5 separate regions of the Mus musculus genome follow, and regions 2, 3, 4 and 5 are each linked to region 1. A link is a contact called in public HiChIP or PLAC-seq and promoter capture Hi-C data. All regions are on one chromosome and are shown on one strand. The core of a region is the stretch at or near the end of the contact, and the rest is flanking DNA. Distances in the headings are between cores, read along the strand shown. Region 1 holds the start of Pde12 (phosphodiesterase 12). Region 2 overlaps Il17rd (interleukin 17 receptor D). Region 3 overlaps Il17rd (interleukin 17 receptor D). Region 4 holds the start of 4933413J09Rik (RIKEN cDNA 4933413J09 gene). Region 5 overlaps 4933413J09Rik (RIKEN cDNA 4933413J09 gene).

Evidence for each region. Promoter capture Hi-C pulls out the DNA fragments that hold promoters and counts their contacts. HiChIP or PLAC-seq counts read pairs in DNA pulled down with a chosen protein or histone mark. Capture Hi-C pulls out chosen DNA fragments and counts their contacts.
Region 2: a contact with region 1 is called in a promoter capture Hi-C map of neural stem cells. The contact joins the enhancer-like site here to the promoter of Pde12 in region 1. A contact is called at or near these places in 7 of 39 promoter capture datasets (the C10 cell line, the HPC-7 cell line, cranial neural crest and 3 more), 2 of 484 Hi-C or Micro-C datasets (embryonic fibroblasts and gonadal supporting cells), 15 of 115 datasets of contacts at active chromatin or transcription factors (the SCID.adh cell line, T-cell acute lymphoblastic leukemia, bone marrow-derived macrophages and 11 more) and 1 of 9 other capture datasets (adipose tissue).
Region 3: a contact with region 1 is called in an H3K27ac HiChIP or PLAC-seq map of stem cell-derived neural progenitor cells, with 3 times the contacts expected there. The contact joins the enhancer-like site here to the promoter of Pde12 in region 1. A contact is called at or near these places in 3 of 39 promoter capture datasets (the C10 cell line, the HPC-7 cell line and cranial neural crest), 17 of 115 datasets of contacts at active chromatin or transcription factors (the HPC-7 cell line, bone marrow-derived macrophages, craniofacial prominence and 10 more) and 3 of 9 other capture datasets (adipose tissue, liver and macrophages).
Region 4: a contact with region 1 is called in a promoter capture Hi-C map of liver. The contact joins the promoter of 4933413J09Rik here to the promoter of Pde12 in region 1. A contact is called at or near these places in 3 of 39 promoter capture datasets (embryonic stem cells, liver and stem cell-derived epiblast-like cells), 5 of 115 datasets of contacts at active chromatin or transcription factors (the SCID.adh cell line and embryonic stem cells) and 1 of 9 other capture datasets (liver).
Region 5: a contact with region 1 is called in an H3K4me3 HiChIP or PLAC-seq map of embryonic stem cells, with 20 read pairs. The contact joins the enhancer-like site here to the promoter of Pde12 in region 1. A contact is called at or near these places in 4 of 39 promoter capture datasets (embryonic stem cells, liver and stem cell-derived epiblast-like cells), 2 of 484 Hi-C or Micro-C datasets (B cells and the G1E-ER4 cell line) and 4 of 115 datasets of contacts at active chromatin or transcription factors (the 230-238 cell line, embryonic stem cells and stem cell-derived neural progenitor cells).

What each region holds. Positions count from the first base shown.
Region 1 is chr14:26,667,611-26,673,920 of GRCm38.p6, forward strand. It overlaps Pde12 (phosphodiesterase 12), which reads right to left and starts at 2,236. Exons shown (of 3, transcript NM_178668.3): 1 at 638-2,236. The coding sequence starts at 1,942. Mir7672 (microRNA 7672) reads right to left here and starts at 1,998; the gene lies at 1,937-1,998.
Region 2 is chr14:27,071,306-27,077,615 of GRCm38.p6, forward strand. Il17rd (interleukin 17 receptor D) reads left to right here. Exons shown (of 13, transcript NM_134437.3): 2 at 5,046-5,103. Among named protein-coding and RNA genes, the nearest start is that of Il17rd, 35 kb to the left of the region's middle. Within about 2 kb of position 3,181, at least 15 of the 459 cell types and tissues checked have an H3K27ac peak or open chromatin away from gene starts, as enhancers often do.
Region 3 is chr14:27,047,891-27,054,200 of GRCm38.p6, forward strand. All of the region lies in intron 1 of Il17rd (interleukin 17 receptor D), which reads left to right. Among named protein-coding and RNA genes, the nearest start is that of Il17rd, 12 kb to the left of the region's middle. Within about 2 kb of position 3,006, at least 60 of the 459 cell types and tissues checked have an H3K27ac peak or open chromatin away from gene starts, as enhancers often do. A contact at or near this core is called in embryonic forebrain, neural tube and stem cell-derived neural progenitor cells, where this site is marked.
Region 4 is chr14:26,353,661-26,359,970 of GRCm38.p6, forward strand. It overlaps 4933413J09Rik (RIKEN cDNA 4933413J09 gene), which reads left to right and starts at 3,887. Exons shown (of 8, transcript NR_038005.1): 1 at 3,887-4,015.
Region 5 is chr14:26,375,994-26,382,303 of GRCm38.p6, forward strand. 4933413J09Rik (RIKEN cDNA 4933413J09 gene) reads left to right here. Exons shown (of 8, transcript NR_038005.1): 4 at 269-365. It overlaps Gm52114 (a long non-coding RNA gene), which reads right to left. Exons shown (of 4, transcript XR_003951124.1): 4 at 2,121-2,267. Among named protein-coding and RNA genes, the nearest start is that of Gm52114, 12 kb to the right of the region's middle. Within about 2 kb of position 3,263, at least 30 of the 459 cell types and tissues checked have an H3K27ac peak or open chromatin away from gene starts, as enhancers often do. A contact at or near this core is called in embryonic stem cells, where this site is marked.

The sequences.
Region 1 (6,310 bases), core at 986-3,485:
CTATCTATCTATCTATTTATTTAATATATGTGAGTACACTGTTGCTGTCTTCAGACACACCAGAAGAGGGCATCAGATCCCATTACAGATGGTTGTGAGCCACCATGTGGTTGCTGGGAATTGAACTCAGGACCTCTGGAAGAGCAGTGAGTGCTCTTAACCACTGAGCCATCTCTCCAGCCCTTCATACTTCTTTCAACTAGCATAAGGACATTAGGAACATTTTCTCATTTATTAAAAAAGGATAGTATCTGTAAAAACAGATAAGCCAATTACTTTTTCTTACACACTAGTTAACAATAGAGACGAAACATCTTAAAACAGGAGGGACTTAGACTTGGGAGTGCTTTAAAGTGCTCTTAAAACGGTACGTGACAAGTTACTATGTCTACCTGGATTGTAAACACTAAGGAATGTCTCTATTCATCTTGTTGAAGGCAACCTGCGGCAGGATAGGCACACTAGGAGAGGTTAAAATGTGCTGAATTAAGGAACAGGCTACACTTTCAAGATGCTGGAGCAAAAACACTTTAAAGAAATGCGTATTTCCAATGACGAGTACTAATACCCAACCCCCTATACTCCGGCAACCCCTAATCCTGGGCGAGTATGAAGAAAACAAGCAGAGCTACTTGACCTGAAGGACAGATGACCTCTGGAGGACCTTCTCCTGTGCTAATGGGTTCAAAGCCAGCTTCTCTAGTAATTCTTTGTGCAGTGGGTCCGACTTGAGGGCTTCTTGAAAAGAGATGTCATGTTGACTAAGGAGCCTGAACTTGGACTTCCGGTAGAAAGTGGCCAGGCCTTCGTGCTGCTTGATTCGGAACACGCCCTCCAGCCCGAAGGCCTCCAGGGCCGGTACCAAGCTGTCGGAGAACACCGCGCGGTCCACCTCCTGCAAACAGATGAGGTCTGCGTTGTAGCCTGTGAGCTCCTTCTGTATGAGATTCTGGCGGTAGTCAAGCTCCAGGGCGTAGGGGGCACAGTACGGGTACAAGACCGTCCGAGAGAACTCAGTCTGGGCGTACGTGTCTGCCAGGATGTTGTAGGAGACAGTGCGGATGAAAGAGTCCTCCGTCACCTTCTTGGTGTACAGATGTCGATGGTCAAAAGTGCAGGTGCCAGGCCCGGCCTCCACCGGGCACAGGCTTTCTAGCTCCCGGCTTGGCCCGAAGCGCTGCCCATTGCCCGGTGTACAGTGAAGCCGGAGCCGGAGCCCGATGTCTGCATTGCACGGGGTGTAGACGCGCTCGTCCACACCGGTCTCGATCCAAGCTGAAGGCTGCGAAGAGTGAGACGAGGACGCGGGGCCGCTGTCCCCAGGTTCTGCCGCCCCGGGTTTGACTTCCTTGTACCAGCGGAACACGGAGCTGGCGGGATCCCCAAATTCCACGCCGAGTTTGGGGCACACAGGGAAGCCAGCCATGATGTAGCGCGGCAACTGCAGCTCCGTGAAGGTGGGCGGGTTGCGCTCCACCTTGTACTTGACGTCGCCGATCTGCAGCACCGCTCCGTCCTGCCAGGCGTCCACATTGAGCACATCCTCGGCCACCGCCTCCTCCCGGTAGTACAGCTTCACCACCGGCTCGCAGGTCGCAACCGGCTCAGGCCCTGTAGCCTCACAGGCCGCGCCACCGCTCGAGTGGGCTCGGTTCTTCCTGCTCTTCTTGGCGGCCGCTACCTTTGCGTGTCCCTTGAGGGCGTTGGTAGCGATCCGGCTGAGGGCCCGGCCCAGAGGCTCGCTCTGGTCCCTCTGCATGTTTTTGTGGCTGCCGTCGGCCAACGCGAAAGACAGGCTGAGCTTGGGCTCCGAGGGCACACAGCGCACCACCGCGCGCTCCATGGCGCGCACCGCCTCGTGAGTCCCTGCCTCGGCCCGGCTGCGCCGCTCCACCACCGACCGGACCCCACGAAGCGCGCTGCGGCCCGGGAGCCTCCACATGAACCTGGCAGCCGACGAGATCAGAGATCCAGAGTCGCCCGCTGTCAAGTCCACCGGGAGGAGCGGCCGTGGCCGGGTACAAGACCCATTCAGACCGTGGACTTCCGGTCGGCGGCAAGCAGAAGCCGGGGTGTGAGCATCAAGCGCGCGGTGTTCCCGACTCGCACTTTCGCCAAGGCCACTTGCCAGCTCCTTCTTGTCTTGACCGCCGGTCTCGAGTTTCGAGCGCCTTGGTGTTTTTATTCAACATGGGTAAAAGGCGAAGAGTGAAGGAAATATAAGAGTGCCCGAGGGAGCTACCAGAACCCGAAGTTTTGTTGAAAGTGTAGGCTGAGGGCGGGAACAATAGGCTTACGGAACCGGAAGTGACTGGGCGGTGCCTCCGGGAAACACTAGGCTTTCTGTCATTTCCAGTTGCTCCGGTTATGGCTGTGTGTAGGCGCCGGCCTCCTCCCCAGGATTGCAACGTCCGCTCTGCACAGTTGGCGGACCTGTTCCCTGGTCTTTCGAGGTGTGGCGGGTCGAGTGAAGCTAAGCACGACAAGTGTGGAGCTTGTGGTAGCTAAGGAGCTCCGAGCCGCCCGCCGGCTTCTTCCACCAGCTTGTGAGCTCTGAGGATACAAAACACAAGATGCATAATGTACTTGAGCCTCGCGCTTTTGTTGTTGTTAGGTTTTGAGGTAGGTTTCCTATCCGCCTTGGAACCCAGGAAGACTGAGTCAAAGCTACACAGCATAGTAAATGATAGAAAAAGTACAGACATGTTTTCGAAAGCTGTTAGTGGTTTAAGTAGTAAAGAGCTTGGAAGACCTTGTCTTTGTAGGGTTGAAAGGTTTAGCAAATAAAATTATAGGACTCAGGTAAAACTTTAAGAACTCTTTAAACGAAGACGCTAAACCCCTCCCCATTTTACTTAATTTGAAGATTAAATTTCGCCGAGAGTTTTATTTCTTAATACGAATGATCTTGGTTTATTTGTAGACCAAAACGAAGTCCTATCTGACTGGAACAGGGAGCCCCGGGAGTACTAGTCTGTAAGAAAGACCCTTCAACTCTACTGAACTCAGATTGTCAGGCCTGGCAGCAACTTTACCCATTGAGCCATTTCGCCAGCCCAGACCTTTTGTTTGCACGGTCTTTTATTTTTCAAGAAGTATTCTGACAATGTCAAATCTCGTGGAAAGCTTGTTTTTAATCCACAAGCTTGAAAGTAATAAGCAAATGCCTTTTTGTTGTTTTTGGTTTTCGAAGCAGGATTTACTTTGTGTATTCCTGAGATCTGCCTGTCTCTGCCTCCTGAGTGCTGGGATTAAAGGCATACACCACCATGCCCAGCTGTAAATGCCACTACTGAAGCTATACTTTTATTAAATTGACTTATAGCCCCATTTGTAATTATATAATTGAAACTTGAGAGATTAAGCAATAGTATGATTTTGATAATACATATTGGAGGGAAAGGACTAGGAACACTTTTATTTTTAATATCAAGAAACACAAACTGGCTGGAGAGATGGCTCAGTGATTAAAAGCACTTGACTGCTCTCCTGAGTTCAATTCTCAGCAACCACAGGGTGGCTCACAACCATTTGTAGTGAGTTCTGATGCCCTCTTTTGGTATATCTGAAGTCAGCAACAGTGTACTCATACAGATAAAATAAAATTTTTTAAAAAAGAAGAAGAAACACAAACTAAGGGTACAGTTCAGTGATAAGAGTACTTGGCTAGCAATTGTGAGGATTTAAGAAGGCCTTAGAGAAAGAAAGTCTGCAAATAGCATAGTTGGTATAGTGTTTGCCATGCAAGAATGAGGATTTAAGTTTGATCCTTAGAACCCAGATGAAAATGCTAGGCAGAATGGTATGTGCTTCTATTCCCAGCTCTGCGATTACAGGTGGAGCCTTGGGGTTCTGGGCCAGACAACCTAGCCTAAATACAAGCTCCAAGTCAATGAGAGAACCTGTCTCAAAAAACCAGGGTGGTTTTTCCTAAGTAAAGACACTGGAAATTGACATCTCACCTTTACACATGAGCATATGTGTGCATGTTCAACTCCCCAAAACACACAACACATGTGTCAATATAGACACATGATTTTCTTTTAAGTTTCAAATTAAAAGGAAAACTACAAAACTAAGCTAGGCGTGGTGGCACATGTGTTCTAGACCAGCCTGGACTATGTAGTGCTACCTCCAATCAATACGAAAGAAACATACCTATAAGAATCATGTCTACCAAGCCGGGCGTAGTGGCGCACACCTTGAATCCCAGCACTCGGGAGGCAGAGGCAGGCGAATTTATGAGTTCAAGGCCAGCCTGGCCTACAGAGTGAGTTCCAGGACAGCCAGGGCTACACAAAGAAACTCTGTCTCGAAAAACAAAAACAAACAAACAATCATGCCTACCTATGTATCATGTATAAATCTTCCAGTACTCATGTGAAGTCTGGTTTACTCTGATTACTTTCATTACAGTAGATGATATTGGCTGTAAACACTGTTTGCTTAGATACTATTTATACTTAGGGTCAAAATGAAACTGTAGTTTTGGGTGATAGTATTCAGAAGTTTTGAATAGTACTTTGTTGCGGCCGCCAGCAGCTCGCAACATGAACAGTTCGACTGATATGGCTACTGGAGCTGTAAGAGAGGAATCTAGACGGGGCGAAAGAAGAAACGGAGCTAAGACAAATTCATTCTGATCAAAGCTCAAATTTTATTGTCGCGACACTAGTTATGAAGGAAGGGGGAGGAGACCCGATTCCCGCCAAATAATCTCGGGTCCAGTAGAAAGGTGAGCACATGTGTGGCTCCGAACAGCAAAGCGGCAGGTTCCAGCAGTGAGCGTGGCAGAACGAATGAGCAGGAAGCTCCACCCCTGAGCAAGCAGGTTTCAGGCTGGGGGAGGGGAGACTACAGTACTTGTTATCAGTTTGGGTTATTTCCCCACATAATTCAAAAGTCAGGCTTGTGGTAGAGTGTTTGCCTAACAGGCACAAGGCACTGGGTTCAATCTCTAGTACTGAAGAAGGGCTGGGGCATTGCATTCAAAATAATTTCCATTCGCCATTTTATAAAAATTAAAAGAGTCAATTTATCTATCTTTTCCTTTCATCTATTATTTTTCCTTCCCAAACCCTCCATTCTTTTCTCTTTTTTCTCCTTTTTCTTCCTTCTTTTTATTTTTGTTTTGAAATAGGATTTCACTGTGTATCCCCGATTGGCTTTCAGCCCACAGCTTTCCACCTGAGTTTCCTCAGTGCTGGCATTACAGATGTGCAGTAGCATGATCACTAACTTGTTTCTTTTAGGTTTTGTGCTTTTAAAATTTTTGTGACACGCTATACATGCTATTATAATGCTAATAGCAATCAAAATTTATTTGGGGCAAAATGTGAAGAGCTTATGTAAAATCTGTTCAAATTTAGCAGTCAGTGAGATGGCTTAGAATAGGAAAAAAGCACTTGCCATACTAGTCCTGTAACTTCAGTTTGATACCTAGAATCCACATAAAGGTCAAAGGAGAAAACAAATTCCACAACCAAATTGTCCTTTGACCTCACACAAGCTATGTGATATGCATACTCCCAACACACACAACATGCATACACAAAATTTTAAAACATTTATGTAAGTTTAGAGCCATATAGAATTCTTGACCATAGTTTTTTAATCCTGAATTTTAAATTGGTCTTATGAAATCTGTTAGTATTTTCAATATTTTTTTTGTAAAGAAGAAGAAACTTCATGGTCCGTGGTCAAGACACTAGCTTGCTCTTCCAGAGAACCAGTTCTAATACCCATATGATGGCTTTCAACTGCCTAATCCAGTTCCACAGTATCCAACACCCTCTTGGCCTTCACAGGCACACAGAGACATCCAGGCAAAACATATACACATAAAATTTCCTTTTAAAAAAGAAATGTTTGGTATACATATTAGAGAATCACTTTTTTTGTGTGTTTGGGGGGTTTTTTTGTTTCTTTTTTTTTTTTGCTTTTTGACACAGGCTCTCACTGAGTCCAGACTGGTCTCAGACTTGCAATCCTCCTTTCTCAGCTACACAAGTGTAGCCATTAGGTTTAGCTAGAGGATCACATTGTGATGTCATATCTATAACTCCCTTTTAAATAGTCAAGGCTTTGGAAAATAAGTTTATCTGATTTTTCAAATTGTATTCTTGGGTCAGAACTAGAGTTTTCACTTCCTCCTGCAGCAGTTTGGAACAAATACAGAGATCCACAACCAGACATTATGCAGAGAATAAGAGACCTAGGAACACTCAAACCTAAATGGAATGTCTCCATCAAATTCCTCCACTCGGGGAACAATAAGAAAGATGAGGTGGAAAGAGAATAAGAGCCAGAG
Region 2 (6,310 bases), core at 1,931-4,430, 400 kb after region 1:
CTCTCTTTTCCAAAAGAGAGCAGGCCAGGTGGTGAGGCGGGAACAGAACTACATTCAGTTGCTTGCAGTATAGTTCAGTTGGTAGAGTCTTGCCTCATATGCAGGAAGCCCTCCTGTGTTTGATCCTTGGTGCTGGCAAACTGGGTGTGGTGCCATGACACTGGCCTAGAATTCCAGCACTCAGGAGCAAGAGGAAAGAGGATTAGTTCAAAGGCATCTTGCACCAAATGGAGTTTGAGGTCTGCCTGGGCTAGGGACCCTGTCTCAAAAGAAAAAAAAAAAATCTTGACTAGGCACGGTGATCTGTAATCTCAGCAGAGGACAGGTGGATCTCTACTATGCCAGCCTGGCTTTCCATAGCCAGTTCCAGGCCAGCTAAGCAACACAAACCAAACAAACCATCAAAAAAACAAGAGTGCTCCCATTCAGAGCAGCTAAGGAACTTTGAGAAAGCTGGTAACAACGTTCAGTGGACAGACTACACAGTACACACCAGGAGTGAAACTTGAAAAGCACTCATACAAAAGAACTGAGGTCTGTGTGTGTGTGTGTTCTTTTTCTTTTTAAAAACACACCTATCCCACCATGGAGAAGCAAGCCCCTGCTTTCCAGTGTTTCTCATACATCACCTGGCTGCAACCTAGGCTCTGGAAGCTTTGCGGAGACGATCATTGATCAGAGTCACATGTCTGGTGCAATGCCAAACACTTGGGAGTCTGTCACCTCTTGAGTCCTACACTAGTCCTTCCTTTCAAATGGCTTTGTTCTCAGGGAAGTTCAGCAACCTGCCTGAGGCCACACATCGCCATGACGTCTGATAAACTTAAGCTCCACCCCCTTCACTCCAGATGACCTCTAGGCAAACCCGGCAGAAACCCAGCTCTTGGCAGGATGCCAAGGCCCAGCTCTGAGGGATCTGTGTTTCCTGCCTGCCTGAAGCCAGGTGACAGGTGACAGTGATTAGCTCTGGGTACTGAGGGGAGACTAGCCTGCCCTGGCACATGCTGTATGTGCATGCTACACTCAGATTTAGTTCATCTATGCTGTGGTTGGAACATGTACTTGTTGGGTCTCAAACCCAGGACAAGTGGCTAGCTAAGGTGCCTATTTAACATATCCAAGTGGACCTGGTCACCAGCGTCTCCCAGAATCCCTACGTACCTACCGGTTACAGGGTATGGCTGACACACACTGCGCCCTATCCTGAACTCTCCGGCTTGGGGACTGGGTTGACCTCCCAGCTCTTTTGGTTACCTGGCCTTTCGTCTACCCTTTACTCTCCTGGTCTTCCCTCTCCTCTCCTCACATGGTCTGGCTCAGGGTCATGCTCACTTTGGACTCTCCCAGATGTCCCTACCTCTGGCTATGTTCTCCTTCATGTCTACAGTAAACTTTATTCTTTGACCATACCCAAGTGCAGTCATGTCCATCCATCCATCCTTCTTTTTTCATTCAGCTTTTCATCCAGTTGTTGCTCTGAAAATTACCTTAAACTTCATGGGATAAGATAACACAAATTTTCTATCATTCAGGAGGTCAGAATTCTGAGTCTCAAGCTACTGATGTCAGTGTTGGCAGTGTTGACTCCGTGGTGCGGCGGGGAGAATCCATTCCTTGCCTGGCCCACCCTCTAGAGGCTGCCCAGTCTTTGGCTCAATAGCTCCTTCCTCTTCTGCCCTCAAGTATGTGATTCATTCTGTCTGCAGTCAGCCAGTCTCCCTCTTCATCCTCTCTCTGCAGTCACATCTCCGGTTTTCTGATACCAGCCCTTCAGGGTCTTCTAAGAGTCCTCACATCCCACCAGGATGACCCAGAACAGTGTCTCCATTTCAGCATCTCTGAACTTACTGGATTTGCACAGTCCCTTCCACTGTACGTAAAATAAGTCTCAGGTTCTAGGGCTTGGATGTGGGCGTGTTTAAGAGGTTTTTATTTCTGTCTGTCTTAATATAAAGGATAAACTGTTGTGAGCTAGCCTGGGCACAGTGTTTCTATGGCGGCTCCTGTGGAGCAGCTAAAACAGTTTGGATGTGAATAAGGGCAGCAGCCCCGTGGAAGATCTACTGCTCACATGCCGAGAGTCTCGAAAGAACATTAAAGGACTTAATACCTGTCAGAGGTCTTTAAAGTACTGGCAAGAGCTGGTAGCCAGGGAGGTACCCTGTTTTTGAGCTTCATTGGTTAGTTCCAGGGCTCCAGTTGTCTGTAGAATTAAAATCTCCACCACATTTGTGTTCCCAGAAGTGCCACACTCGTGGAATTGTATTGACTCCAGTAACTGAGTGGCCAGTGAATAGACAGGCAAACTGTGTGACCAGACTAGATAAGTCAGGCCAGTGAATAGACAGACAAACTGTGAGACCAGACTAGATAAGTCAGGCAGCCTGTGGGAGCAAGGCCTGGGTGATACGAAGAGAAGGGGATTCTGGGGAGACAGGAGTGCCTGAATGGAGTTGCAATGATTTATGGGGTCATGGCTGGGGTGGGGGTTGGTTGGGGAGTTAGGCAGTTAAGGTCACAGAATATGGTATAGTGGGAGCTGGTGAAAGACTGAGACTTTGGGAACAAAGGAAGAAAGATGATGGACATGTTTGTACCTCATCTTTATGCCAAAGCCACTTGAAGTCAAGGTCTGGGTCTGATTTGTAGCTAGACACTCAGTCCTGAGGGCTCAGCTCAGGACACATGGAAAACACCAGTGGGTGATGGGTAGGTGCCACACACTAGTCTCAGTGTCCTGGAAGCCAGCTCCCCGAGCCTCCTTGGACAGCTCCCCACATTTTAGAAACCTTATTTAGATTAATTTAGTTTTTTTTGTGCAGGGCACAGCACATACACAGCCTTTGCAAATGCCTGCTAAATGCTGTCAAAAACATGCCTCAATTGAAATGGAGGGGGAGCAAACAGAAGATAAGGGGAAAGCCACCCAAGGTCCCACAAGTCATGTACTTACTTGGTCACTAGAGCCCCTGATACCTGCTCTTAAATAGAATGTTTTTCCTGTTAAAAAATACTTCTATGTGGCTCCACCCTCTTCTCTGTCTCCCAGAAGGAAACTGCTGTGTACATTCTTTTAAAACAAACAAACAAATAAAACCATTCTGATACTGGATACTCTAGCATCAGGAGAGGGGAGCCGTTTCCCTCAGTTGCCAGCTGTGCACACTGACCTTGGCCTCTCCGCTGGTTTTCCTGTCTGGATGCTGCTCTTTTCGTCAGTGTTATAGCCCAGTTACCAGCCTCTCTCCTCTCAGGCTCCGTGTAAATCTTGTATGTGTTGTCCCTACACGTACACGTATTCATCATCCTTATTCACGTTTTGCCTTGCAGAGGAACCCTGTGTTTCTCTGCCGCTGCCTCTTTCTATTAGCCCTATGTGTTTTCTTCTCTAAATGAGGAATGCTTGGTGGGCAAGGGGTTTGCAGTTTACCTGTATCCAGTTAGTCACCTGTGAAAGGATGAGCAAGCAGCAGGCAACTTCACGTGGGTTCATTGCGTACTACCGCACGTACAGTAATGCCTGGCTCACCGTGGACCGTGAGTTTGTTTATATCCTGAGGCTCTGGAGGAATGGTGTGGTTGGCAGTTTTGAACATTCCTAGAGGGCTATGGGAATTAGATTGTCCTCTTCCTGTTTGTTACTTGGGTCTCTGCTTCCTAGAAGCCAGGCAGCTTCTGTTTGCACAGACCTGACACCTATGGAGTGATGGATGCTCTTATTTCACTGTCCAAAGTTTCATATCCTGAGATGAGTTCTGGAGTCTTACAGGATGCAGAGAAGAAAGGGCAGGGATAGGAAGCTGGAGCCCCAGGGGCTGCTTGGGGCGTCTTGTTGGGTTAGGCTTGGTACTTTTGCTTTCTATTCTTCACTTGGTGTGTCTGTGTGTCTCGTGCCTGCCTGGCTCTTTTCTAAACAGCCGTGATTTTTTTTTTCCCAAGGCCTGTGTATATCTGAAGTCAGGGATATGGTTTCAGTGGGCGTGCCTGGCTTTGGGATAAGCTGCGTGAACATGGCTGTAGCATATGGAAGTGATGGGGCTGTGGCCTGAAATCCTGCGCCCATCAGAAGTGTTCTTAATATTGTGTCTCAGTGTAACAGTTGCCCATTAAACACCAGGCTGCCAGCATATGGTTTTCCCCAACATCTTCCTTGTTAAGTGGAAACTTTAGCTGTGTGGTTAAAATATTTTCCCATCATTTAGCACTTTAGAATGAACATACTTTGCAGAATTCCCCAATTAATACCGAATGGCACTTTTGCAGATTATTAGAGAGAGATTTAAACAGAATCTTAGACCTGGCTTGCCAGACCCAGAGCAACCCTTTCTCCTCAGGATCAGCTTTGGGTCAGGAAGAGGTGGGGTCCTTGTGCAGATCTGGTGCCCCCTCTGTGGCTGCTGTCATTAGAACGGGAAGTCTGTTGGAGTTGTCACCCTACCATTAAGGCTACAGACGACTAATGGCCACATCACTGAGAGTTAAGAGTTGAACCTTTGAAAGTCTTTTTTCTTTTATGACCCACCCTGTGTATATCCAGCATAGGTATGGAGGCGAGGCAGTGAAGAATTTTCTCATTAAAAGTAATGGCTTATTCCCACGTTCATTCCTGGTCTTGGAGTGAGAACTGTTTTCCGTGGACTTGAGGAATTGCCTGTCTTGCCTTGCTAGAGCTTTCGGATGAGGCTGTCTGGTGGGCGAGTTTAATAGCCAATCAGAGGATCCAACTGGAAGGACTCCATCTGGCAGTCTTGGTCTCTATCCTAATTGTACTGCTAATGAATTATTTAACCCCTAAACAGACCAGTCTGTTCCTGTTATCTTAGGCAAAGAGTGCCCAAGATCCCTAGTGGGCAGCATTCCCTTGGACTGGAGGGTGTTTGGAGTGGGTGGGTGGGGTCATGGGGTAGTGCAAGGAGGAGCGGGCCTGTAGTACTGACCTGACCCTGGGCCTCTACAATGCTTTGTGTGTTTAGATTCTGTGGGGAATCTGTGCTGGGAAAGTAAGTTGGCTTTACTCTGAGTCCTGTTCTCTTGTTTTCCCACAGGGAGTGGGGCCGGCCAGCAGGAACAGCGGACTGCACAACATCACCTTCAGATACGACAGTAAGTAACCAGTTTGACCCACAGAGTAAGGGGCCCCTTCCAACATCCAAAGCTCACACGCTTGTAGTTTGTTGAAGACATTGCAGATCCTGGGGTGGTTTGAGGACTTTTCTGAGCCTGTTCAGGTTTGTCAACAGTTAAAGCATTGTAGTCTACATCAAGCTGCCAAAGTGTTTGAGAGCTTGAACAGGTCAAGTGTCTTCAACTCAGGATATAGCCTTGTCTTTAAGAGCAAACACACACACAAGTCTGTAGGTCGCACTAGGGGACAAGGATGGAGACTGTGGCAAACTGGGCAGTCTGTCTGATCTGAAGTGGGCACGGCTTCCTAACTCCAGCTCAGTGTGGTCTGCTGGAATTCCCACTGGGAGTGGCCAGATACAGTTTCTAAGAATAGCCAGAAGTTCCAGGAATAACTACCCCACTCCATAAAATACTTTTCAATATTGGCCTTTATTTAAGTTTTTTTTTCCCCCCTTCACAAACAGAGTGGGCCAATCAGATCTGTGTTTCAGCGTTGCCCAGGGGTCTCTAGTTAGCCATCTCTAATGTAGGCCTCAGTACCAAGTTCAGTTTCCTGTGTGACGTGTAACAAGAGATATAACTTGTCCTCAGCATCACTCGGAGGCTGAGATGGGGTAGTTCTTACATCGTCTCCCCTTATGGCAGGCTTGCTGTGGGTGCTCAGGAAACGCTGTCTGCTAGGGTTACAGGTTGGTCCAAGTGTGTGTGGATACAAGAAGCAGCATTTTTGGCTGAGGTTTCCTGACTGGATTGTTTTCTAAGGACAAGGTGACTTTCCCTCTGATTAAACATTTGCAGTCTGTTCTGAGCAGCTGTTGTCCTTCCTCGGAAGTTAGAGCTCCGAGTATTTTCACCATGTAGGCACTGATCTACACATGACTTGATCAGAGAGACCACCACTCCCTTTTGTTGGCTCTCGACTGCTCATTCATCTCTTAGAGAAGATCAGTGGAGCAATGAGCTGTCCTCTGACCAGGCTTGGCTTGTTGAGGTCTTGAATTCAGCCTGACAATGTTGAGATAGGAATACGTGTTTCAAATTCACATCCACAGATGCCAGCTTGAGTATTTTTAAGTTATATTGTAAGACCTACAGTGACGAGCAGGCACTTCCTTCCTGTCCGTGGCGTGTGTATGTTTTAGGTAAACGCCATGATGGGAATGGAAGATTTGCAGGCCTCTGG
Region 3 (6,310 bases), core at 1,756-4,255, 380 kb after region 1:
ATGTCTCAAAGTTCAAGCCTTCAGCCTCCTTAGTCCTGATAATACAGGTATACGCCACCAAGCCAGGACTTGAGTAGGGGGTGCTGTTAGAGGAAAGCCACGTCTTGTGGTGCCTGATGCTTTCGAGAAAAGGAGTATTGGGATAATTACTCATTCCCCAGAAAAATGTAAATTATTACTGCTGAGCACCAACTAAATATTCTGGATTGGTTTTTTTTTTCCTTTTTTTACCCCCTTTTTTGAACCTTAGTAGTGGCTCTTACTCCTGAGAACATTCTTCATAAAAAAGGTACAGATCTCATTTTGTCATGATAGTCCCCCTCTTGTGAATGTGGCTCATTTTTCTGAGGTCACATGATGGCCCAGGAAAATCAGAGGTGTTCCTTGCCTTTCGGGGCCAGGGGGGAGCTTTGCTGGCCAGCTGTGGTAATGAGTTTTTGTGAGCTTTGATTTTCATGCCTCACTTCCCTGTGGGAGGAACTGGATATTTCTGATCTTACCTCTGCTCATATTCAGATCCAGCCAAGCAATCAGTGACTTCCCGGGCTTTTTTGTGGGAGACTGTGGGAAAAGTCCTGGTTGGCTGGCTATGAATTAATGAAATCCTTAGAAGGCTTCGCTAAAGATCGCTCCTGTGGTTTGGGAAACAGAAAAAGAAAAAGAGAGAAAGAAAAAAAAAGGCATTGCCTTTTAATTTGAGAAAGAGGTCATGGAGTTTTACCAAAATTAAGTAAGAAGAAAGAAAACCGGACATCTGGCTGTGGTAGCCAAAGACTGCTTCATGACTGCGGGTTCCCTGTGCATCTCCCTGTGGGGCTTGCTGCCCAGCCCTCCTTGCTGCCCTAGATGCTCAGCCTTGCATTGTTCACCTCTTGGGTTTTGAAGTCATTGAGAGACTGGAATTCCACTCCCCACCACTTTTCACTTGAGTGCATTTCCGGTCCATCCCCCTAGCTGTCTTCTTTTTCTTAGTCCGTGGTTTTAAAGTGCATGGTTTTCCAAGTTGGCCAGGTCTAGTGTAATCCTTGGCTTTTATCCTACTTAAAAAGGCTAGGGTAGATGATGCCGGGAGTTTGGGCAGGAGGGGGGAAGCCGGATGGATGTTGAAGAGCTCTAAAACATCTTTAAAATTAGTAGGAATTCTGATAAGAGAGCTATAAATTGCTGGAGACACCTAGGAAAGGGCAGAGGATTTGCAAGTGACCTATGACTTTTAAAAGCAGAAAGGTTTAAAAGCTGACAGGTATAGTACCATATACCTGTAAGCCTAGAAGTAGAGCCTTAGGCCAGAGGATGGAAAGTTCAAGGCTAGCCTGAGCTACATCCAGCCTGAACCACACAGAGGAATATTGACAAAAACCAATGCAAAAAGCAAATAAAAGGAGAAACAATATCTATCTTAACTGTATGTTATGTACATACCCCAGCTAAGTGACTGATAAGCCAGTTTGTGTTATTTAAAAACATACAAGTATTCATTTGGTGTTGCCTGCATTCACATTAAATTCTCCTCGTTTTCTTTTCCTTTTTCTTTTACTATTTTTTTTTTTTTTCTTTTGCTTGTTTTTCAAGACAGTGTAGCCCTGGCTGTCCTGGAACTCACTCTGTAGACCAGGCAGGCCTTGTGAACTAAAGATGCCGCCACCTTTAGTTAAATTATTTTTCTTTTTAATATTAGTGTTGAGATGATAACTGTAGGCATCTGCAGCCAGCCACCTGTATGTGGGGGTTAGGGTGGGGTTTCTGTTGTGTTCTTTCTCCACTCTTTAGTATTCTGAAATCAACTCTGGGAAGGCGGGCAGAGTAGGAAAGGAGGGAGTGCTTATGTCATTGGGCCTCAGTCCCTCATTGGCTTGGGTTGTTTTTATCACCTTCCGTGCAGAAAGGGTTCTTTCTGTTCCCATGTTCAAGGCCCTAAGCCGTCTCTCCAGCCTTCCATTGTAGATAGCAGCTGTTAATAGATATGGGAGTTTTCTCAAGCATAAGCCAACATTTATTTGTTTGTAAATTAGAATGGTTACAGTTAGAAGTCTTTCTAGCAGTTAGCATTATCTTTTTTTAATATGTAGTGTTTTCAATTAGGGCTTCTCTTTGACTTTATTGAAGGTCTAAAGGAAGTCAAGGGTGTCCTGGGTTCTCCTGTAACAAACCCTTTCCTGTGCTCTCTGGAAAGTAGCCGCACTTTCTCGACGCATGAGGCCCCTCTGCCAGTCACGGGGGCTTGTGGCAAATGGTGGTAGATGTTGCCTTCGGTGACTGGGAACGGCAAGTGTTGAATACCTCGATTTGGCTCCAGCAAGTTCACGGCTGAGTGCTTCTTCACACCAAAATCCAGCCATTTCTTTGTGCTAAGAAAACACTGAACTCTGTTTCCAGCAAGCCTGGTCCACTCAAAACACATCCTCAGAGTCAGTTTCCAGCCTTTTGGAGTGCCGTGATTGCCTTTGCCTGAGTTATTAGAGTCTCCTTCACACAGTTCCTTTAGTGCAACTTGAATTACTATCTTATACCTAATTACATGGCTTTTCTTGCTGGTGTTTGTCCCTCACAGACTGAAGGCCAAGACCTGTAAAGTTAATATTGGTAATTTTTCAAAGTAAGTTAAAATGTCAAAAAGCGACAAGTTTTTATTCTTACAGGGTACCAGGGAAACGACAGACAAAACCCCCATCTATTATTCATAAGTCCAGGGGGACTGTGAGGGCGCAGGGAGGCCTATGTGCCTGGCGTTTGTTCAGCTCCAAAGACTGGGCCTCCTCCCCTGCTGTCCATGAAATGTCATGTGGCGATGTAATAGTGGGACATTCAGTATCCGGAGAATGGACCTCAGAGGTCCAACTTTGCTTTTCACTTTCCTTTTCTGGCACCAAGTCTGCGGTCTTCTCAGTGGCCTGACAGTGAAAGGCCAGAAAGCAGCGGCTATTCGGATGCTGACAAGGATGGAGTACATGCGCGGTCCTGTGGGCCGCCCGGGACCCCTATGCTGGAATGTACAGCAACACAAAGGCCTTGTGAGGGGCACTCAGGAGGGGCAGCAGCTTAGCTTGCCTTTGGTGGGCCTAGTTTGTTCTGATCCCAGGAAAGACTTCCTGTTTCCATGGTTACACCACCTCAGGTTTGGTTTGGTAGGTCCAGAGTGCAGGGTGCTTTGATTTCAGAATTAACTGTTTCTGTGCAGAGGGAGGCGTTGAGGTCAGAGAGCAGGGGCCATGCAGTTGCCCAAGGTTCCCTGTTTTCTCTAGATGAAGAAAGCTCAGGCGACGTTTGCTACAAGACGAGAGTTTGATTCATATCAGTGGGTTTTGATTGGGAGCGGCTGGAAGGGATTTCTGGAGAGACTTCTGGTGGTGGCAGCCTGGTGGTGGTAGCCCTGAGTGGGTAGCAGGCCCCTTTTGCAGCCCTGCAGCCCAGTAGCCCAGCACGGAGGAGAGCTATCTAGCAGTGAGCTGCTGCATCTTAATGTTGGAGCTTTCCAATGCTTTTCAGCTCACTTTCTGCTTCACAGAGCCCGGTGGCTTCATAAATCTGCACATGGGACAGTTTGCCCCCAGACTCTCCCAGACATGTGATTAAGCTCTTGGGGTGCTCCTTGAAGATAGACTCTGAATGCAACTACTATTGTGCATGCGAAAGACTTTTTCTTTTTCATGCCATAATTTGATCAAAGCAGTCTAACCTGCAGCTCTGTTTTTGGAGCTCACGGATGGTCTGTGGATAACATTACGTTTTTTCAGCATGAAACCCAACACTTCAAATCCCTAAAGCAGTCTCAAATTTATGGTTAATAAAAGCATTTATTGTACTGGATGTCATCTGTTATATCACTCTGGGGCTAGAAACTGGCAAGCACTGGACAGGAAATATTTTCATTTCAAATCGCTTCAATCTTATGGTCTAGGGGCAAAAGTGTCTGATTTCAGGAAAGCCACAGTGAATAGCATGGTAATGAATGCATTTTTAGCTGATTAAGCAGGCGTTCTCCCCTTGCAAACAGTCTTCCCTCTTTGGCTTGGTGGGGCTAAATAAACATGGGATATTAAATGATAGTACTTTCCCCCCCTATCGACTAATGTCTTCACTTTGATCATCTTAAGATTTTAGCATTTTCCAGGAATCCTGAGCGGGGCAGTAACAAACCCAGAGAGAAAAGCTGCTCTATTAGGGCCTTCTTGTTACTGCATCTACCTGACTTGAACCTTTTCTTTCTTCCTCTCCTCTTCTCTCCCCTCCTCACCTCATTTCTTCTTCCCCTTTTCTCTCTTCCTTTCTTTTGAGGTAGTCACCCTATGGAGGCCAGGCCTGGTCTACAAAGTAAGTTCCAGGACAGCCAGAGCTACACAGAGAAAAACCCTGTCTGGAAAAACCACCCCCCCCCAAAAAAAAAAAAAAAAAGATGGAAATTGGTACCTTGCCCTTGGGATCAAGAAGTTAGGAGGAAACTATGTTTCCATTATTGTTGTTTTAAAGGAAGTCTGAAGTTTCATTGTAATCTGAGACCTGATCCACCTCATCCAACAAGTGAACAGCAGGGGTGAGGAGAATTCTCTGCAGAGGAAATCTGTGGGATGTTGTATTTTAAGTCTCTGTACCACGGTGGGGCTGTCCTATGCCTTTGAACATGTCGCCTCCACCATTGTCACCCGCAGCCAGAGGCAGCTAGGTGATTCCTTGTTTTCTGGGTGAGAATTCTCTTGCAAAAGAGAAGGAAGGGATTAAGATGGCACAGAGGAGGTGTAACTTGGAGGGGCCTCTTCTCCCCCCCCCATCAAAGCTGCACCCCCCCCTCCCAACCAGTTGTACTTGCCCTGTTCTCCAAGCATCCAAATGATGTGGGACTTGAGCCACATTCAACAATGTACCTGGTGGGGAGAAGGGGAGAGACCAGAGGGCACTTTGCAGATCATTAAACTTAGATGAGGCACTTACCGCAGAGGTTCCCAGCCTGGCAGAGTACCAGAATCACCCGAGGAAAATTCTCAGACCCGAGTGGGGTTGATTCCCAGCCTTACCATAGACACTGCTTAAGTGAGATTTTCCCAGACAAAAAGTCAGAATAGTCTTTAATCCCCTATCTTATCTTATCTATCTTATCTGTCTATGTATCAATCTACCTATCTAATCTACTGATTGATTGATTGATGATCACTTTTTTTCTGTGTAACAGCTCTGGCTGTCCTGGAACTCATTTTGTAGACCAGGCTGGCCTCAAACTCACAAAGATCCACCTGCCTCTGCCTCCAGAGTGCTGGAATTAAAGATGAGTACCACCACACCTGACTGGAGGCAGAGTTTTACAACAAGCTGTCCGCTCATTGTTTAGCAGGCTTTTGTGGGGACAGAAGGAGAGCTTGACTGCAATGGTGTGCAGGGAATGGTAAGGTCGTTTCCATGCATTTGTGGTGGAGAAAAGGCCAGTGTTTTATGATTTTTAATGCAAGGAAAATTAATTTTACTGACTGCAAAATTTTTGTAATATCTTGATTAAACTGAGGTATCTACCTAAGGTATCAGTTGAGATGGCAAATTGTGCCTAGTACCAGCCCTGAGACAATTTAAATATACCTACAGAGGCAGGTGTGGACAACAGCGGAAAATTTGTGCCACGGTAATGTCTAGTAGAACCTTTGGTGGTGCTGGACACAGTTTTTCTTGTGCTGTCCCATTTTGGAAGCCACAAACTACTCACTTGTAGCTATTGTGCGCCTGAAATAGGATTAGCACATTAGAGGCTTTGGGTTTTTAATTTTACTTAAATTTCAAGCTGGGTATGGTGGCACACACCTGTGATGCCAGCACTTGGTGTGTCTGGGGGTGGGTGGTTTAGGAAGATTGGGAGGCAATGTCAGTTTGACTTATATAGTTGGAGTTGCAGCCTAGACTGGACTATATGAATCAGTTTTTGAAAATAAGAATCTTAAAAAGTAAGAAAACAGGGCTGGAGAGATGGCTTTACAGTTAAGAGCACTGGCTGCTTGCTCTTCCAGAGGTCCTGAGTTCAATTCCTAGCAACCACATGGTGGCTCACAACCATCTGCAATGAGATCTGATGCCCTCTTCTGGTATGTCTGAAAACAGCTACAGTATACATATATAAATGAGATGATTAAATCTTTAAACACAAGGTAAGAAGACAGTTAAACATTAAATAGCTGTAAGTGGCTAGAAACCACAGGGTTCCTGTTTTCCCGTGGCTGAAGCTGCCCGACTGGGTAGCAGGCATTGTGATAGTGCAGGTCTGTGGCTGGGAGCTGGGATGCACACTGCTCCCGAGAGTTATTTCATGCTTACGTCATCTCACATACAGGCAAAA
Region 4 (6,310 bases), core at 2,637-5,136, 310 kb before region 1:
CATATACTCCCCAAAGTATGTCCACTGTATCCTCCCTGTACCCCAGAAACGATGAGGGCTGGTTGGACTTTGTTTTTCAGATGTTGAAGTCCAAATCTGCTAAAAGGAATGTGAACCTGATCTGGAAATAGAATCTTGTAGAGATATGAATTTGGTTACACACACACACACACACAGAGTTTAGGAGCAAGGTGTCCCTAAACCTGTGTCTCAGAACTCTCACATTTGTGAGAAAGAAAATGCTCTTGAGATGAAGCTTTTGAGGTCTGTCTTGTCTTTATTTCCTGGCGTGGTCCCCAGTCTCACTGTACCCCAGCAGTGTTCTACTCCTTGGGGGTCTAGGGGCATATTCTGACCTTTGTCAAACCCAGAGTGAAAAATGTCCTTGGGGGATGGAGAGATGGCTCAGCGGTTAAGAGCTCTGACTGCTCTTCCGAAGGTCCTGAGTTCAAATCCCAGCAACCACATGGTGGCTCACAACCATCCATAATGAGATCTGACTCCTTCTGGAGTGTCTGAAGACAGCTACAGTGTACTTACATATAATAAATAAATAAGTCTTTTTAAAAAATGTCCTTGGAAACCAGGGGCTCAGATATAACTGCTTCCCGTTTCTCGTCCCATTGTCTCTTTGCTAACAACAGGGCACCCTGTTGATAGCCAGGCACAGGGCCACCCATCGGTGAAACATTCTCCAGCCTTCTCCTACCAGGCCTGGCTACCTAAGGACTGGCTGAGGGATGTAAACACAAGTGTCAGGTGACTCTGGGGACTCTCCTTAAAGGGCAAGGCCTCCTCTCTGTTTCTCTGGCTGCAAGACTTGGCACTCAAGTGGCTTCTTAGGCCCCAATGAATGAGGAGGCCCCTACCCCATAGGTGGTGGACAGTGCTGGTCAGCCACAGTACCACCCCTAAATGGCCACTGGAGGGTTTTAGTTTAATTTTTTTGTTTTTTGTTTTGTTTTGTTGTTTGTTTGTTTGTGGTAGAGATGTGGAACCCCAGGCCTTGCGCATTCTTGGCATGTGCTCTATCACTGAGCCACTGACCTCTGACCCTGCAGGGACCTTTAGCCAGAAAACAACAACAACAACAAAAACCCAAAAAAACAAAAACCAAAAAAAAAAACCCCTTATGTATTTAGGGATGTGTCAACTAGAAATTTGGTTATCTTGCGACCTGAGGATTGGTGTCTATATGCTTTCCCCTGCTGTCTCCAAAAGGGACAACTCAAGTATTTTCAGGAAAGAACACACAAGAACTTTCTAATTTTTGACATGAATTATACATGTATGCATTTGTTTGTCTCTGTGTGTGTGTGTATGTGAGCGCACACACACATACACACACACACACACACACACACACACACACACACGCCATGGCTCTGGAAGGAAGGCAGAGGACTTGTAGCTGTTGGTTCTCTCCTTTCCCTCAGGGCATCAGGCTTGGCAACACACACTCTTATAGGACGCGCCATCTCACCATTTAGTACATTCTAGGAGGAGGTCAGTACCAAGGTGACTTGACTTCTTTACCATCTGCTATGGACTTTAAAATATAATTAGCAAGGCCTTCAAAAGGCACAAGTTTAGAAAGGTATGGCAGAGCAGGGTGAAAATAAAGACTTCCTCCCTCATCACCCCTACTGCTCCGTTTGTCCTCATCGGGCGCCCTCACTCCCAGCTCCCTAATATAAAACCCTTGCAGCTGACTGTGCTGACTGTCAAATGACTATGACCTGTCCCAGCTCATGCTGGGGTTTTCCAGGCCTAGGACAGTGTCTTAGTCAGGATTTCTATTCCTGCACAAACATCATGACCAAGAAGCAAGTTGGGGAGGAAAGGGTTTATTCAGCTTACACTTCCATGTTGCTGTTCATCACCAAGGAAGTCAGGACTGGAACTCAAGCAGGTCAGGAAGCAGGAGCTGATGCAGAGGCCATGAAGGGACGTTCTTTACTGGCTTGCTTCTCCTGGCTTGCTCAGCCTGCTCTCTTATAGAACCCAAGACTACCAGCCCAGAGATGGTCCCACCCACAAGGGGCTTTTCCCCCTTGATCACTAATTGAGAAAATGCCTTACAGCTGGATCTCATGGAGGCATTTCCTCAACTGAAGCTCCTTTCTTTGTGATAACTCCAGCTGTGTCAAGTTGACACACAAAACCAGCTAGTAAAGACAGGAAGGCCGTTCTTCCTTGACTTCTCTCAGCTAAGGAACTGTGATCTGGAATTAAAAGATGAAATATACCCTTTCTTTTCCCAAATTGCTTTTGGTTGTATATGTGCCTCAGCAATAGAATAAAACTAGGGCACCTTGTTGAGTCGCAGAAGTCCAGGCTATCTGAACAGAGAAGGATCTTCAAATAGTTTTACTCCACCATATTGGAATCCATGTTGGGTTATAAGAGCCTTAAGAAACTGATAAAGTAGGGCTGGGGAGATGGCTCAGCAGTTATGAGCACTGGCTGCTCTCCCAGAGGACCAGGCTCAATTCCCAGTACCTATATGGCAGCCACAACTGTCTGAAACTCCAATTCCTGGGTACCTGACACCCTCACACAGACTTATATGCAGGCAAAACACCAATGCACATAAAATAAAAATAAATGATACGAAATTGATAGAGCTATCAAGCCCAGCCCAGAAAACACATGTTCACAGTAGTGTTGAGATTGTTTCAGGGCTGCACTGACCCTGCTGAAGTTGCTCATGAAGCTACAGCTGAGAACCTCTGGTCTGATGTCTTTCCATCCCGTTTCTCCTGAGGAAATACCTGAGGAGCAAAGGTAGTTGGTTCTCTTCCACCTGAACATCATCATTAGAGGCACAGAGCAACCTAAGGGCAAAGCCTGGTCCTCTTGTTCTACTAACTATTCAGAGTTTGTTTCCTAGTAACAAACATGGTTTCTATCGGAGAAGGAGGACGTTTGAGATGCCTTTGCTTTGAGACAGTGCCATAGAAAGATTTCTTGGCCGGCCTTAGAAAGTAAGCCAGCGGTTGCAATGCAGAACTTTGCAGTCTTCCCTGGGATGCAGATTCCGTTCCAGGTAAGCAGTTGTGCAAAGAGAGAGAGGGTTGTCAGAGAAGGTCTTGAGCTGAAGTCATTATGGAAAGCAAGGTAACTCTGTGATTTGCTTGTGATCTCTGATTTGTGATCTTGGGGCGACACCAAGGAGCACTTTTCTTTCCAGAAATCTCCAAGAGCCCACAGCAAACACTCCTTATGCACATCCAGGTCCTGCAAACATCCACTGCCTTTGACTCTGGAGCTCTGATACAGGTGTGCAGGATGCCATTAAGTGTGCAACAGGTTGGGAGGATTTGTTGGATGTGTGTGTGTGTGTGAAATTCTTGGAATGGGTACTGATTCCATAGAGGTCTTAAATTGGGGATGTCTTAGTTTGGGTGAGAGGCCTTTCCATTGAATCAACGGTTTATTTTAGAATTCTAGGGAAACCCTTGATAATGGGCAGTAGGTGATCAGGTGTGTGTGTGGGGGGGGGTCTTCAAATAGCTTGGGGGCTGGCCTAACTCCTCTCAGCACCTGCTCCTTCAACCAGTGAACTCTGGCCTCCTGAGGCTCCGGAGCGGAGCTGATAGGTCAGGTTCAGGGGCCATGACCCTTCTGAATCTGATGCCTTAGCCTCCAGCCAGAAGGCAGGACAGAGGCAGTGAATGCTGGCAGGAAGTTGTGTTGGCTGAGGTGGTGAGTTCGCATAGCCTTGGGCTCTCAGCCAAATTCCTTTAGCAGCAAATGCAGTTTGCAGGACAGCAAGAAGCCTAGAGGCAGAGTGGGAGTGCCTTTAGGCCAGCCATGCAGCCATCCCCAGCTCCACCCCCTCCTCCTCCACCTCTTCCTTCAGACTCCTTGGGGCAGCAGCCCACTGGGCTACACCCGGGAAGGCAGGATGGAGCCTCTAAGAGTCACCCAAACGTTTCAGCCCCAGGCCTGCTGGCCCTGGCTGGTGGGCCTTCCCGCCTCACAGCTGCCCTCCCCCGAAGACACCGCAAAGGTAGGAAGAAAACAGCTAGGTTGTTACTGGTATCTCTGGAGCCATCTGTCAGCACTGAGCCCCACCAAACGGGACAGGGAGAGAAGTAGTTGAAGGCCACTCTGAAACCACACAGCCGGGAGCTGCTCGCTCGTCCTATGGCAGCAGAGTCTGGCCCAGGCCATGATGGAGGTAGAAACCATGCTCAGATGCAGAGGGAGAGCTGTGCCTAGGCAAATGGCAACAGCTGGAGAAGACAGGGGGGCTCACGGGGAAGCTGCTGCTTCAGGTACACCTGGCCAAGGAGCAGGACCACTTCCAGGACCTGCGCTCTTCACTGAAGAAGACGAAGCGTCACTTGCTGGCCACTCTTTAACTGAAGGGTATCATCTAGCTTTGCCACAGCAAAGGACGTGGGTATCAGTCCCAAGAGGCTCCTGCAGCCTGCTGGCGACCCCTCCTCTCTGCAGTTCACTGAACTTGGCGAGGATCCAGTCCAGGCTATTGCTCTACAAGAGTCAGACCTGTCTTAGCCTACCGTGGAAGAGACCGATGGCATGCCTTGGCCTGAGTTCACACCTCCTGTCTCAGTCCAGAGTGTCTCTGGGGACAACAACACACTACCAAAAGTCTTGCTTCCTATGTTATGATCGCCACCCCTAAAGGATCCTCAGGAGGTCCTCATGTAAGGTGGCTGGGCAGAGGTTGGAGGGCATCCTGCAAGGATGTAGGTCATCCCTTTTGTAAACTCATCATTTATTAGCATTTTGGGAGCCAAAGGTTGCAGTCAGTCAGAAGGGAATCTAGGCCAAGGGCAGAAAGCTTATGTTTTGATCCCTGCTACCCTCACTTGCCTTTTAGGATCACTAGAGCCTTTTCTCTTTGTGTCTCAGTCTTTTAGCTAGCCCGGATTTGAATTATGAAAATTACTCAATTTTCTTTTAGAAACGGCTAGGTCCAGAAAAGCTAAGGAAGTTGCATTGCACCATGGGAAAATCCTGGTAGTTGGGTGAGGCTCAGTTCTCTCCCCAGGAGTCCAGGTCCCTCTCTGGAGGAGAGCTGGAGACTGATTCCTTTGTGGGGTCTCTTTGGAATCGCTGTGTTCTTGCTCTTGAATCTATTATTCCTGCTATCTCAGAACACTGTGGCTTTGAGGGCTTAAAATGCTCAGGAAGGGTTGAGTACCAAGAGTTTTGAATTATTGTTTATTGCTTTATTCGACACGTCCAGAGCCTGGCAACAGCAGCCGTGACTTTGGGCAGGTCCTGCCTGTGCCTTAAGTGTACAGAATAAAATCAATAAAGACAAGCATGTAAGAGGAGAGAGAATGAGGAGAGCAGCAGAAACAACCAACCAACTGCAGCAAAATGCCCTCAACAGCTTGGGGTCAGAGAGCGAAGAGAACCTTTCCTGTGGGGGTTAAAGGCTGTGCTTCTGAAGGAAGTGGTTTTATATGTTTTGTTTTGTTTTTTTCTGTCCACTTGCATCTCCATGAGCCATCTCAAATCTAGCTGAAGGAAACTGACAGCCTAAACAGCCAGCCACATAACAGTCTCTCCTTTGGACTTCTGGCATTCCCACTCTTCTTTCCTCAGACAAGCATCCTATCTCATTCAGTAAATGTGGTTATTAGAGTTTCCCCACAAAGCTGGCAGTCTCCTCAGACAGCCCTCTGAAGTTGCTCAGAAGGGGCTGTCCCATGCCCTAGGAGAAGGACCCCATCAGAGTGAGTTTTCCCTTCTCATCACGTCTATGTATTTTTGAAGAAGGACGTTTGTCAAAGATCTGCTTGCAGGTCTCTCTGAGGAAGTACAGAATTTAGAGGGCAGCTAAGAAGTCCTCACAGGGTTGTACATACATCAGCCCTAGTGTTAATCTCTGGTCTAAAGTTACTAATGGACAGATTCCCACTTATTATGTGCACTCTCTGTACCTGGCATTACGGGGTGCTTCTCTGGTTTGACCTCTAAGGAGATTTTCTTGACCTCCAAGGAAGGGTATAGTATAAGGTTGAGATTCACCCTTAGGGCTGTGATTTCAGATCCATTTCCTCAAATTTCAAAATTCTAAGGGTCAGGAAATCCATAGAAAAATTCTTTCCAATGAAGTTAGGCTTGTTTTGTTTAATGGATTAGCAGAAATTAGGATAGCATTTGATACAGCAAGACATTTATCTGGAGCTATTTGTGGACAGGGGGACATGGTGTGTGAGTTAATGGTTGTGTCTTTGTAATACTGGGACTGGAAAATCACAAGGGTTGGTTTGGGGGAGGCAGAGCTCTTGTCCTGTGTCTGATGTGCTGCTATTGAGCGTAT
Region 5 (6,310 bases), core at 2,013-4,512, 290 kb before region 1:
GCTGGCAAATGTTTCCTCTGCAGGAATTAGTGGCAGTGTCACAGGTCAGCCCTCTGAACCCAGAAGAAGGACATTGGCATAGGAAGCCCCTCTCCTGGGGTGGTCACACAAGTGGCAATTCCTTGGCAGGCATTGGAGAAGCAAGGGTCTTGTCATTGATTTGCTATTTTGGTAAGGTTGTATATAATGGCTGCTGTTTTTAAGCCCCCATTGGGTAAAATTACTGTTTTATGAATGAAAAAGCAATTTCCCACTCTTCTCTCTTAAGGACTGTCTGGAATCAGTTGCGGCATCACAGTCCTGTAACACCAGAACTCCCAGGCAGAGATGGATGTCTGCAAGTGCCAAGTGGCTTGGTCTACACAGTGAGTTCCTAGCTGGGGTTCATAATGCTACACAGAGGGGTGATGTCTTGCGTGTAGATGGTCTCTGTGGATACTCCCTTGTGAGAGCAAAACTATCTCTACTATATCTCTGAGGTCATATTAGCTAAATATACTAAATGTTACTAAAATACAATACTCTATATACTCAGGTTCATAAAATGATCAAAAAGACCAAATTAATAGAAGACATAACTGTACTCCTCTAATACCTTAAGAGATGAAAAATTTAAGTGTGTATAGAAGAAATCAGAAAACCCTGAGCTATCTGCCTCTGGTTTTCATGAAATATAGCATTAGTGATAGATGCATTGCAGAGACAATGACTTCCTCGACATGTAGGGATATAGTTTTGTTTTTCTGCTTTTGTTTGTTTGTGTTTGAGATTTATTTCATTCATTTATGTGTATGGGTGTTTTGCATGCTAAGGGCCTGTGTACCACATGCATGCAATTCCCACATGCGCCAGAAGAGGGCAATAGATTCCATCTGGAACTGAAGTTACAGAGGCTTGTTAGCTGCTCCTTGGGCCCTCAGGGAGAGCAACAACTCCTCTTAAAGGGTGCTCATCCAGTCCCTGCACTTGGCTTTTGTCCTTCCAGCCATTTGTTTTATAGTAGATGGTCTAGATCACTTGCAACAAATGAGGGAGGTTTCTGGAGATCTGCAGGGACAGGGGCATGAGGTGTGCATGCTAATTGCCTTTGGCTACCAGATACCTAAGCAGGGTATTCATGTGTTCAGGATCCTGCTCCAGCATCACTTACTGTCGGGGTTGGAGCAGGTCTGTCATGTCTCATCTAGGATGACAATGTAGATTAGGCCCATCAGATGAGATGCAGAACTAAGAAAACCCTGCTGGTGTGGTGCAGGGTAAGGAACCCCTTTAGATGCTCCAACCAGGCAGTGTTGAGAGGAAGCTTCAGGAAAGCCTGTGTGGACATAATCTGGGGCAGAGGCCACGTGCCTGAGCTGGGGGCTTCTCTGTGCAGGGCTAAGAAGAGAGAGTAGTGGTTGATGCTGCTTTTTACCACAGCAGCCCTCAGGGTATATCAAGGAAGTGTTTGTTCAGATGACTGATTTATTCTTGGGGGGATTTCTGGGTTAGTGTATGAAGAAAGTAATCCTGGGGGTCCCAAGACTGGTGCTGTCAAACCAAAGATACAAAAATCTACTCTTTATAAATAAAGGGCATATATACACACAAGGAACACCAATATAGATACATAGTTCTTTCAATTCTATGGCTGGTGTAGTCAGCTGGCCAGATGGCTCAGCACAGAATAGTACTTGTTTCCAGGCCTACAAACTTGATTTTCTTCCCTGGGATTCACAGGGTTGACAGAGAGAACAAACTTCCCACAAGTTTGTCCTCTGTTCTTCATGTGGATGGGGCCACCAGGTCTTTGTCACAGAAACGGAGCATCGGGAATTACATAGCATTCCTCATATGAACTGGAATGTCTCCGTCTGATGCCCTCAGGAAGTTACATCACAGTGTGTTCCAACTTTTAGTAAAATTGCCTTGTAGAGAAGTTATAGAAACCAAGACTGCTGCCATCATCAGTGCATCCCCTGAGAAACAGGTGAAGGGGAGGTGGCCATTGGAAATCTGTAGCTGAGCTGGGACTGTTATGAGACCACAAGGTCTTCTCTACATGCCTGGTGTAGTAGCCCGGGTTCTCTAGTGTTCTCTAGTGGAACAGAACTTACAAAACGACTCTCTCCATATATAGGAAAGGCATTTATTAGAAAGACTTACAGGCTGTGGTGCAGGTAATCCAACAATGGCTGTCCATGAATGGAGAGTCCAATAGGAGAGTCCACAAGGCTGGATGTCTCAGCTGGTCTTCAGTATATGCTGGAATCCTGAAGAAGCAGGCTCTAATGCCAGTGAAGGAATGGACTTGTTAGCAAGGTGAGAGCAGGTAGGCAAAGAGCAACTACTTCCTCCTCTGGGTCCTAATATAGGCTTTCAACAGAAATGGCCCACATTTGAGGTGGGGTTTCCCAGCTCAAAAGATCTGGTTTGAAGGTCTTGACTTCCTACCTTCAAGGTCAGGATTCGATATAGGTCTTCCCACTTTAACTCAGCACCAAATTCCCTCCCAGGTGTACCCCTCTATTGCTGGGTTTGACTTAATTCCAGATGTAATCAAGTTAATAACCAATCATAGCCATCCCAAATTCACCCAGTGTCATCTTGACACACAATCATATCTCCTGTGCCATTATTAATTTCCAAATGAAGACAATTACCAGGTCATAATTACACCTAACATGATTCATCTATCCTTTCTCCAACCAAAAACGTAAGATAATCAAGTTGACAATCAAAAATTGCCATCCATCACATCTGGCTAACCATTTTTATTGTCTATCTCTGATTGTCTAGCAGTGACCTGTGATGAAAATCTAGTTCCTGTGGCCTGGTGAGCTTCAGTGTACCTTAGAGGCTACCTTAGTGAGGATGAGGTGGCCTGGTGGATAGACAGCTGGCTGGACCTGATCACTTGACATGCCTTATGCTGTTACCCAAACTCTTCCAAATTGACAATTGTCTCTACCTCCACTCAGAGTCAAGAATGCTAACACTTGTAGGTTCAGGCAGACACCATCTTCAAAACAGAAGGGACCTGAAGATGTAAGCATTTGTTGAGGCTGAGAAGTACATTTTTGCAACAATCAGTCCCCCTGACAGTAAATGATGGACAGTGAAGAGGCAGGTAGAGGATAACTACACACTGTCCCGTGGCTTCTTAGGTTTTCTCATGGTTTTCCCATTACCAGGGAGTCTTTGGATCTGGAGTCCATACAGCACAGGCGAGCAAAGAAAACAGCTGCGTTCTTGGAGGCTGTTCTCTTGAGACAATGCACCCTTTATGCTGAATCTGCTGAGTCAGATTGCCCCAGGGTCAGGAAGAAAAGTCCAAGGCCACATTCCCCTCAATCTAGAGAACATTCCTGAGGCCATTTTCTCTTCCCTCCATAGCCTGCATGGATTACTCTGCTTCTCTTTGTTCCAAGACAATAAAGTGACAAGAAGTAATGATCTAATCTCTCTCTCTCTCTCTCTCTCTCTCTCTCTCTCTCTCTCTCCCTCCCTCTCTCTCTCTCTCATCTGTGTACCTCAGGTTCACATCTTTAATGGCCCAAGTGCTCTAAGTCTCTCAATAACTGCAAGTAACAGTAGTTTAACCTGGCATTGTGGCACATGCCTTTTATACCAGGGGAGGCAAAGGAAGGTACAGCTCTATGAAATCTCTATGTAAACCAAGGCCAGCCTTGTTTACATAGCAAGTTCCAGGACATTAAAGCTATATAGTAGGACCCTGCCTCAAAGAAAGGTGGGGGGGAGAAAGAAAGAAAGAAAGAAACAAACAAACAAACAAACAAACAAAAGGCCAACTAGCCTGAAAAGATAAATTTTACTGTTAAACATGAAAGTGGGTTTCTCTAGAATTAGATATGGCAAAAGAAAAAGAAAAATAAGAAGATGCCAACATATTGGAACAATATTTTCTACAATACTTAAATAGTTCAGACTTTCATTATTTGATTTCCGTCAGGTTGCTAAGAAGCTCAGAGTGTCCACAGAACTCATATCTAGAGTGACTATGAACTGTTTTCCTTCTATGCTGACAAAGTTTCACTTTATAGCCCAGGCTAGATCTCCAAGTCCCAACATTTAACCATGCACTTTGCTCCTAGGAAGGTCAGTATCTCCCAGGGTTTCATATAATTATTTATGTTTGTAAGATTAAATTATGATAGTGAGATATAAAGTGTGGCTGGTAGCTGGGTATGGTATACACACTCAGTCCCAGTCCTTGGGAGGGAGACTGAAGCAGGAAGACCCTGACCTTAAGACTAACCTGCATATACTACATAAAAAGATTCTGTCTTCTCTGTAAACAAACAAACAAAAATAGTAGGAGACAGAAGGAAAGAAAAGGCGGGTGAGGAGGTGAAAGGAAAGAGAGATGGTTGAGGGACAGACTGGATAGAAGGAAAGAGAGACAGGAGAAAGAAAGGCAGAAAGGGGGAAAGGAGAGGAGAGAGCAGAGAGCAGAGAGGAGAGAGCAGAGAAAAGACAAAGAGGAAAGAGACAGAGCGGAGAGGAAGAAATAGAAGAGAGGGGAAAGTGGGAGGAAAGGAGAGAAAAGAAAGCTTGCAAGAGAGATCCTTGTGTTAATCACCGAAAATGTGAAAAAAAAAAAACTCACAAAACTTTGTTTTTAAAATTTTATTTATTTGCTTCATATAAATATGAAGTTTATCCTGCATGTGCAAAACCAGGAATTTTAACTATCAGCATCCAGAGCAGAGCAGCAGGTGTTGCCTGTTGCTTCATGTTGTTCAACTGTTGAACTGTCACCTTCTTCTGAGTTGTCCCAGACGCAAACAAGCCACAAGCCATGGCCATCTGAAGGTCCACAAGAACCTATTTGAGACTCACTGTGATCTACATTCATTTGTTTATCACCACAGGGTGTTAGGATATTTGATCTCTTTGTCTATCTTAACTTCCTGTGGGAGGAGCCTGGGGCAGCTCTCTTCACTCACCTGTGGGTCCTCATTACAGCCCTTGGCTGGTTTGGTAATGTTTTCTAATTGTGGAGGTAGACAAACAGTTGAACCACAACAGCTTTTCTAGGGATATACTGAGGTGGGTAGGGCTTGCAGACTGAAGACTGTCACCTTTCTCTAGCCCTTGGATAGTTAACCTACCTTAGCCTTGGGAAACTACTGAAAGTGATACTCATGTCTTGTGATTATGTCTTGTGATTGCCATGTGACAGCCAAGTCTCTCGTTTTCATGGTTTTTTTTTTTTAATTAGAGCCAGTGGCTCTAATTAGGGCTGCAGGGTGAGGGAGGGGTTATTTACAGGAGTATGGAAGCCTTACCAGTGTTTATACCTTTGATGAAAATTCCTGTCCATTCCCCTATCAGCCATTAACTGGCATCGATTCTCTTGGAGGGGTGATGCTGCCTGATTCCATCCTTCACAATATAAGATGCCGACAGAACTGGTCTTGTGCAGGTTTAGCACAATGATTCCTTGGCTGGAAGAACCTAAACATTTCCTAGTATTCTCTTCTTGAGCACAGTAAAGGAGAAGCACTCTCCTTATTAACACCAAGATTTCTAATTCTTTGTGGCACAGAATCTTGAAACAGTAAAATGCTCAATGATCTTGGTATCCATTGCTTTACTGGCTCTGAGGCTGCACTGATAACCATCTTCCTTTACCATAAATAGCTGCTTGGCTGGTCTGGTTTGTTCTTGTGTTAGGATGTTTGCTGCTGTGGTTTGGAACTTCTAGGAGTGGCTTTATTCCCCTTCTGAGCATCTCCCTTGACACAGATAAAGTCCTGGGTATTACAAAATTTGGCCTGGACAAAGATGGAGAACATGTTACTGCTTTGAGATGACAGACGACTGTCTTTTTGATACAGTTGAGCAGAAAGGCTTCTGATGCTGTAGGTTTGCAGTGTCAAAGGCCTGGTTAAAGAAGCAATGGGACTTTTGTCTCCAAAGCTCTACTAAGGCCTCTGCCCATTCCATCTGTGTGTTACTTTCATAATAGACATTTTGTGTTAAGAAAGGAAAATTGGATGCTAAGTCCCAAAGCTGCACTTGGATAACACTAAGGTTGACAAGAGAAGTCACCAGGTAGCAGCAGGGTGGCCTACTGTCCTGCCACATGGTAAAATATTTAGCAAGAAGTTTAAGGACTAAGTATCAAGAAAATGTGGGAACACATGTGCAATGGAGAGATAAAGAAGTGAATGGAGCAGGGTATGGTGGCGCATGCCTTTAATCCCAGCACTTGGGAGGTAGAGGCAGGCAGATTTCTGAGTTCGAGGCCAGCCTGGTCTACAGAGTGAGTTCCAGGACAGCCAGGGCTACACAGAGAAACCCT